Regions from separate parts of the Canis lupus genome. Here region 1 is linked to region 2. The links are chromatin contacts, called in public Hi-C maps. All regions are on one chromosome and are shown on one strand. Each heading gives the region's core, a stretch centred on a gene start, on an enhancer-like site or on the middle of the called end of the contact. The rest is flanking DNA. Distances are from core to core; before and after follow the strand shown.

What was found. Hi-C and Micro-C count contacts between places; a contact is called where the count stands out from the background.
Region 1: a contact with region 2 is called in a Hi-C map of blood, with 1.6 times the contacts expected there. The contact joins the enhancer-like site here to the promoter of LOC119877503 in region 2. A contact is called at or near these places in 3 of 9 Hi-C or Micro-C datasets (amygdala and blood).

The regions. Positions count from the first base shown.
Region 1 is chr24:40,215,320-40,218,868 of UU_Cfam_GSD_1.0, reverse strand. No RefSeq gene overlaps it. Among named protein-coding and RNA genes, the nearest start is that of ZNF217, 130 kb to the right of the region's middle. Within about 2 kb of position 2,193, at least 10 of the 20 cell types and tissues checked have an H3K27ac peak or open chromatin away from gene starts, as enhancers often do. A contact at or near this core is called in blood, where this site is marked.
Region 2 is chr24:40,099,188-40,102,402 of UU_Cfam_GSD_1.0, reverse strand. LOC119877503 (C2 calcium-dependent domain-containing protein 4B-like) reads left to right here and starts at 1,906. Exons shown (of 3, transcript XM_038573000.1): 1 at 1,906-1,924; 2 at 2,343-2,656. The coding sequence starts at 1,906.

The DNA of each region.
Region 1 (3,549 bases), core at 944-3,443, 120 kb before region 2:
AGGGGAGAAATACATGTCTCCTGAAATACTGTCGTCCATTCCCTCATCATTTTGGAAATTACCCTAGAAATTTAGGTTTTTAGATAAGTGTTTATTTACATTTTGTTAAAGCTGATAAGGCAATGAAGGGTTTTTCTGGTCCCTTTTAAATTTAGAATACAGACACTTTCACATTTTGAGATCAGAAAAAAAGAGGGGGGATAAAGGAAGAAAAGTTTGTTTTTAATACTCTGAGGTTCAGTTTTCCAATAACTTACTGCTTCCGCTATTTAGATTCTTTTTCCTGTTCAGCATCACATTAAAAAAAAACTAATAATAAAAGAGTCATTTGGGGAGCAGAAGGAAACATATGGGGTTAAGTGCATAGACTCAGGTAATCTAGAGCAAGGATCTGCGCGTTTCTAGTGTAAAGGAATGGCTAGTAAATATTTTTCGGCTTTGCAGGGCATAGTGTCCCTACCATTGTCGCTCAAGAGCAATCACAGGTGATATATAATCAAATGAGCGTGGCTGTGTTCCAATAAAAGTTTATTTATTTTTTTTTTAAGATTTTATTTATTTATGAGAGACACAGAGAGAGAGAGAGAGGCAGAGACACAGGCAGAGGGAGAAGCAGGCTCGTGGGACTCAATCCTGAGTCTCCAGAATCAGGCCCTGGGCGCTAATCCGCTGAGCCACCCGGGCTGCCCCCAATAAAACTTTATTCACCAAAATAGGCATTGAACCAGATTAAGCCATTGGCCTGTAATTGCCGAGCCTCGAATCTAGAATTATATTCCATCTCTAGCATTTCCTAGTTGGTGATTTGGCCCGTTCTCCATTCATTTGCAAAATGGACATAATAGCTACACCACCCCATTTGGCTTCAAGGATAAAATGGACCAGTGTATAGATGATTCCATGGAAGTATCCCGTAAATGTTCCCTCTTATTCGTGGTAGTATTCTCCTCTTACAGCAAAGAAAGTCACGCAATTTAGAAAGGGCCAGATCCTAACTGCACCCGCAGCCTCTGAAAGAGGTGCCCACTGTCCGGGGAGTTTAACTTTGTCCCCCTTACTAGCTTTTGGCTAAAACTGCCTTTTCCCTCTTTCCTAAGCAAGTCCGTTCAAGGGGAGGGGGGGTCCTGGGAGGAAAAAAAAAAAAGAGGAACAGGAGGACGGAGGTGACCCAAATAGATCGGACTCGTGGGGAAAAAGATAATAAAGATAATTCTGCCCCAAGCTTGTCTCCTTTTTGGTGGATGACTCTCCTCCCCGGCTTACCACCCCATCTCCCCCTCCCCCTCCCCCCGTCTTGTCCTAAGGCTCAGGCTGTCCCGGGGAGCTCCAATCCTGAAGCTGGCTCCTTTGCACACGAGCGGGGCAAAACCAATGCTTATTTACTCCATTAGACCCCATCGTCACAGAGGAAAAGATGTTCTAGGATTTTGTCCCCCCCCCCCTTTTTTTTCCGTGGGACATTCTTCCTACATCTGAGTTACCCACTTAAGTTTTTAGGATTTCTGGCAGCAGGCATTTGGCTTTGTCTCTCATTTCTTTGTGCTGATTGTCAAATGCCCACATATTATTTACACCTCCCTTTCTCTCTGGGGTTTCTAATCCCTCCCTTTCTTATTACTAGCATTTCTTCCTGGACCTCGCCTCCTTTTTTCTAACCAGCAGGAGAGCTCCCCGAGCCTCAAGATAAACAGCAAACAAGATTTTGAATTTCAATGACAAATCGAGCAAGCCCCGCAAATCCCCGGCCCCGCAAAAATTTTAACTCGGGGATGGCAACTTCTTCGGTTTTCCTGCTCTGAACATGGGCAGGCCCGGTTCCTCTTTCATTTTGGTCTTGTTGCATCTCTTCCTGAATTAAATTTTTCAATTAGCTTGCTTGTTACAAGGCATAAGGAGCTGCCCTCCTCTTTACCTCAAATTCCCCTTCTTCCCAGGCGTAACAGAAATTTGCTTTGCAAGACAAAGAACAAAAAGACCTCACGGGCTGAGCAAAAAGATTCGGTTGTATACACGATTTCACCAGGTTTCCAAATGCATAATGAAATCAGACTCCTCCCCCGGGAGGGGAGTTCCCTCTCCAACCTACTGCGCTCACAAAATCCCAACCACTTCTTTCCAAGGACACACTTTGTTCTAAATCCCCAAGGCTTCACCCTAGCGCGCGCACACACACACACACACACACACACTCACACAGAGAACAGGAAGCTGCACCTAAATTGTAAGAGTGAGCCGTGAGCCTTCTCTGAGCCCACGATGAACAGAGGATATGGAGCAGAATTACACAATATATAGCAGGCATTTGTAACCCAGGCATGGGACTCTAACGCAATAATCCTGGCAAGGCTGTCTGGCCCCTGGGTGGGGCTGGGGTTGGGGTGAAGGGGTGCGGGGGGCGGGGGGGTGGGTAGGAAACATGACTTTTTCTTTCTTTCTCACGAGCTTCTCACTCTCAAGCTGGAGGGAAGATTAAAAACTACAGGAGAGGGCACGTGTTCATAATAGATTTTTAATGGGTTATTAATTCTCTGTTTTAAACCCTCATTTAAAAAAAGAAAACAACCCTAATTCAATCACTTCTCCTACGGATGAAGGCAATTTAAGGACAGGTGTGGAGGTAAGCTGCTGCTTTCAGAAAGCAGTGAGTGTGTTTGAGCAAAGAATCACAGGGTGTGCATTAGACTGGAGTATTTATTACATCCCTGTTTGCAGAGGCAAAGACTGAAATCCACCCGAAGTCCATCAGGAGGGGCAAGTAAAAGGCATCGGGGAGCACCATTCGAAGAAATACTATGCCACCATTTAAAAAGCCCATTATTTCTAACAGGAAATGCTCTCCAAAAGATCTAAGAGAAAAATGCAAGGTAAAGACAAAGAAAGGTATATTTGATATACATATATGCTGATCTATGCATAGACTATTTCTGGAATGATACACAGAAAAATTGCTGCTAATGACTGTCTGGGGGGGTGGGAGGAGGAAGATTTACCTTCCCCATAAACCCTCTGATTTGAATCTACCCCCAACCAGAAGCATGTATTATATTTTCCCCAAAATTTATAGCTAATTTTTTAAAAAACTTCAGGTCCCCATAGAAAATTGCCCAATAGATATTTTAAGTGGGAAAAAAAAAGTTGTACAAGTGTCTATAAATAGGGCTCTGGTGGTATATTTAAAACAGAGTTTAGGACACCTGGGTGGGTCACTGGTTGAGCATCTGCCTTTGGCTCGGGGCGTGATCCCAGGGTCCTGGGATTGAGTCCCACATCGGGCTCCCTAGAGGGAGCCTCCTTCTCCCCCTGCCTGTGTCTCTGCCTCTCTCTGTGTGTCTTCATGAATAAATAAAATAAATAAAAATAAAAATAAATAAAAATAAATTCAACATAAATAAAAATAAAACAAAGAGTTTATGTATACATACACACACAACATATATATACTTGCAAATTTATGGAACATGTCTGGAAGGATATGTGTCATACTGTTTGAAGTAGTTATTAGCTCTCTCTAGTAAACTCCTGAGCTAGTGAAGGTGAATAAAAGGAATA
Region 2 (3,215 bases), core at 657-3,156:
CTTAGCAAATTCATATCACTGTGTGTCCATTTAAAAACACAGTATGTGTTTGTAACCCAGCACTCAGTCACGGGCAGAATTTTTTGCAACGATTTCCCAGTTTTATTGGCACGTCTCCAGGAATAAGGTTCTTTGTAATTCTTTGCTCAAACATAAGGATCACATATAAAACTCTTAGCAGATAGATCAGCTCATACAATTATCTTTCAATTTTAAGAGCTACAACATAATAAGGTTCTTCTTTTGGGGGTGGGGTGGGGTTAGGGTGAGGAGAGAGAAACAGTAACTAACAAACCATAGGATGCTATTATGCTAACAAAGTGGTAGCTTTGTAAGAGCAGAGAGAGAGAGAGAGAAAGCACAACCGTTTTTGCTCAGAAAATAATTCAGTAGCAACAAGGTCTGAGAGCCAGAAGCCTCATTGTTCTTAGTGAGCGATTATTTGTCAAAACATTTGATTGTTTGCCTATCCCCCTCCTGCAAAGTTTGGATTTTTTTTTTCTTTTTGCCCAATTTTGACACTAGAATTTTTAGCTATCAGTGCCATTGTGTTTACAGCATTCAAGGTTTCAGAGTTCAAAGGTTATCCATTAACATGTAGAGCGAGGCTACACCGAATGTGGAGGCTCAACCTGGTTCCACTTGCTCATAGTTTGTTTTGTAGCAATGCTCCAAGTCATTTGTTTTGGTTAAGTTAAATGAAGTTTCTTGTTTGTTGAAGAGCGTCTCTGGGATTGCGTTTTAGGATGTGACTATAGGGGCTTAAAAAATATTTTAAAGAAAGATATTTATCTTCCCTGAGAAAAGGAACCCTGGTGCTGGAAATAGAAATGATCAACATCGGTGTATTTTGAGTGGTTGGGGGGGAAAAAAAAAAAAAGAGAGTTCTGGCCAAAGAATTTACTTCTGGCACTGCTAATTAATTGTAAGTAATTGGTTCACTTCCTTTAAAAAAAAAAGACTAACCAGACCATATGTGGGGTTAGTAGTTATATATAAAATGACAGCAAAGCATCACACTTGGCAAATTCTTCCCCTCTGCTAAGAAGCTGTCTCTCAAATTCCATTTTCGATTGCTCACCGGCAGAGCATGTATATCGCCCTACCCACCCCCCACCCCATTTATTAAATATATACTTTAAGGGCCTTTCTTGATAGGTTTTTAAGTTTTTCCATTTGGGATACACCCATATCCCATAAAAAAAAAAAAAAAAAAAAAAACCAACCCAAAAAAACAAAAAAAACCCTCCACCACTTGGCTGTTTTTGTGTGTTGAGTTGCAGAGCTCTGTTTACATTTGCATTCGTTTGCATTTTGGGGCCAAAAACTTGGTGGTTGTGATTGTTGCTTCCAGGGTTCCTCCTGGGGGGGGGGCCGAGATGGGGGGACACAGGCCCCCCCCTCCCCCGGGGATTTGGGAAGCCTGGTTTCATCCACGTGGGTTTCTAGCAAAGCCAAAGTGGATGCTCGGAACCCGGGCCAAGTTCAGAAATCTCAAGTTATAATAGCGGCGCAAGTCGGGCGCTTTTAGGGAAAAAACAAAAAAAAACAAAACAAAAAAAAAAACCACGACAATTACGGGACAGCTTTAGGAAGGTAGTAATTGAGCCATTTTAATCGCGTCCAGCTCCTCGACCTCGCTCACCCCCGCCCTCGGCGAAAATCCGAAAAACCGTCTGCGCCCGGCCGCCCTCTCACCTGCCCCCAACCGGGTGCAGAGGCGCGGGGCGGGCACGCGGGGGGACCCCCTCCCTCGCCCGGGCACACCTTGCGCGGGAGGCGGGAGGCGGCGGGGCCGGGGCCGGGGCGTGCGTCTGCGCCTGCGCCTGCGCGCCGCCCCCGGGCCCCCTCCCCGCGTACCTGTCCGTGGAACGGCCGGAGCGCGCGCGGGCCACGTTTAGCCGGATGGGGGGGGCGGGGCGGGGCGGGGCGGGGCGGGGGAGGGGGGGGGAGGCGCGCGCGTGCGCGTGCGCGGGCATCGCGGGCCGGAACGCGGGGGCGCGCGCTGGCGTCCCGGAGGCGGAGTCCGCGGCGGTGGGCGGGGCAGGGGCGCGCCTGCGCGGACCACGTGGCCCGGGGGCGGGGCCGAGGGGCGGGGCCGCGCGGCCGGCGGAGGCAGGAGGCGGGGCGTCGCGGAGCGGCGGGGCCGGGGGAGGGCGCAACAGCTGCTCCCTGAGCACTTTCTGACCCAACAGTCCCCCTGCGCCGGACGCGCCGCGCCCCGGCGGCCCTAGGGACCCCCCGCGCCTGCACTGTCCGCGCGCGGACGCGTAGGGGGCGCCCGCGCCTCTGCCCCGTGCGCACCCCCGCCCCGCTCACCTTAGCCCCGCGCCCGAGGTGAGCCCGGCCCCCAAATCCCCGGGCGGGGCGGGTGGGGGCGGGGGGCGCCGTGCGGGGGGCGGTCTCGGCGGCGCGGGGCCCGGGGGATGGCCTCGCCCCGCGCCCGGCGACCCCCGCCGCTTTCGGGGGGCCGGTGCGGGCGCGGAAGCCGGGAGGTGTCCGCACAAAAGGCCGAGAGAAACTCCCCGTCGCCTCCCCTCCCTCCTGCCTTCCCCGCCCCCTCCCCTCCTCATTCAAACCTCGGCTCGCTCGTGTGGTGTCAGTTCAGTCCCGGCCGCCGCCGAGCGAGGAAATGGCCGAGGAGCCGGAGCCGCAGGTAAAGGGGGCGCCGCGCCGCGCCTCGCCCCCCGGGGCCCCGGGAGCCCGCCCCCCCCCGCCCCCGCCCCCGCCCCGGGGACCCCCGCCCGCCGCCCGCCGCCCGCCGCCCGCCGCCCGCCGCCCGCCGGCGCGGCTCCTCTCGGGCGCCCCCTCCGCCGCCGGCCGAGCCCCGGGCGGGCGTCCGAGCGGCGCTCGCATCCCGGGCCCGGGGGCGGGGGCGGGGGCGGGGGCGGCCGCTCTGCGCGGGCTGCGGGGCGCGGGGCTGCGGGGCGCGGGCGGGCGGGCGCTGCCCCGGGAAAGTTGGGCGGCTCCCGGGGTGTGCCGGCCGGGCCCCCCGCGAGCGCCCGGGAGGGGCCGGGGCAACTTGGGAGCAGCCAAAACAATGCGCCCTAACAGGCGTCCCCCGCAAACAATGGCCGGGACCGTCCCCACGGGCCGGGCGGAGGGCGCGTCTACGGGGCCGGGGGAGGGGCCTGGCGCCGCCGCGGCCCCCCCCGCGCCCCCGCGCCCCCCGCGCCCCCCGCGCCCCCGCGCCCGGCCCGGCTCCCCGGGTCCTG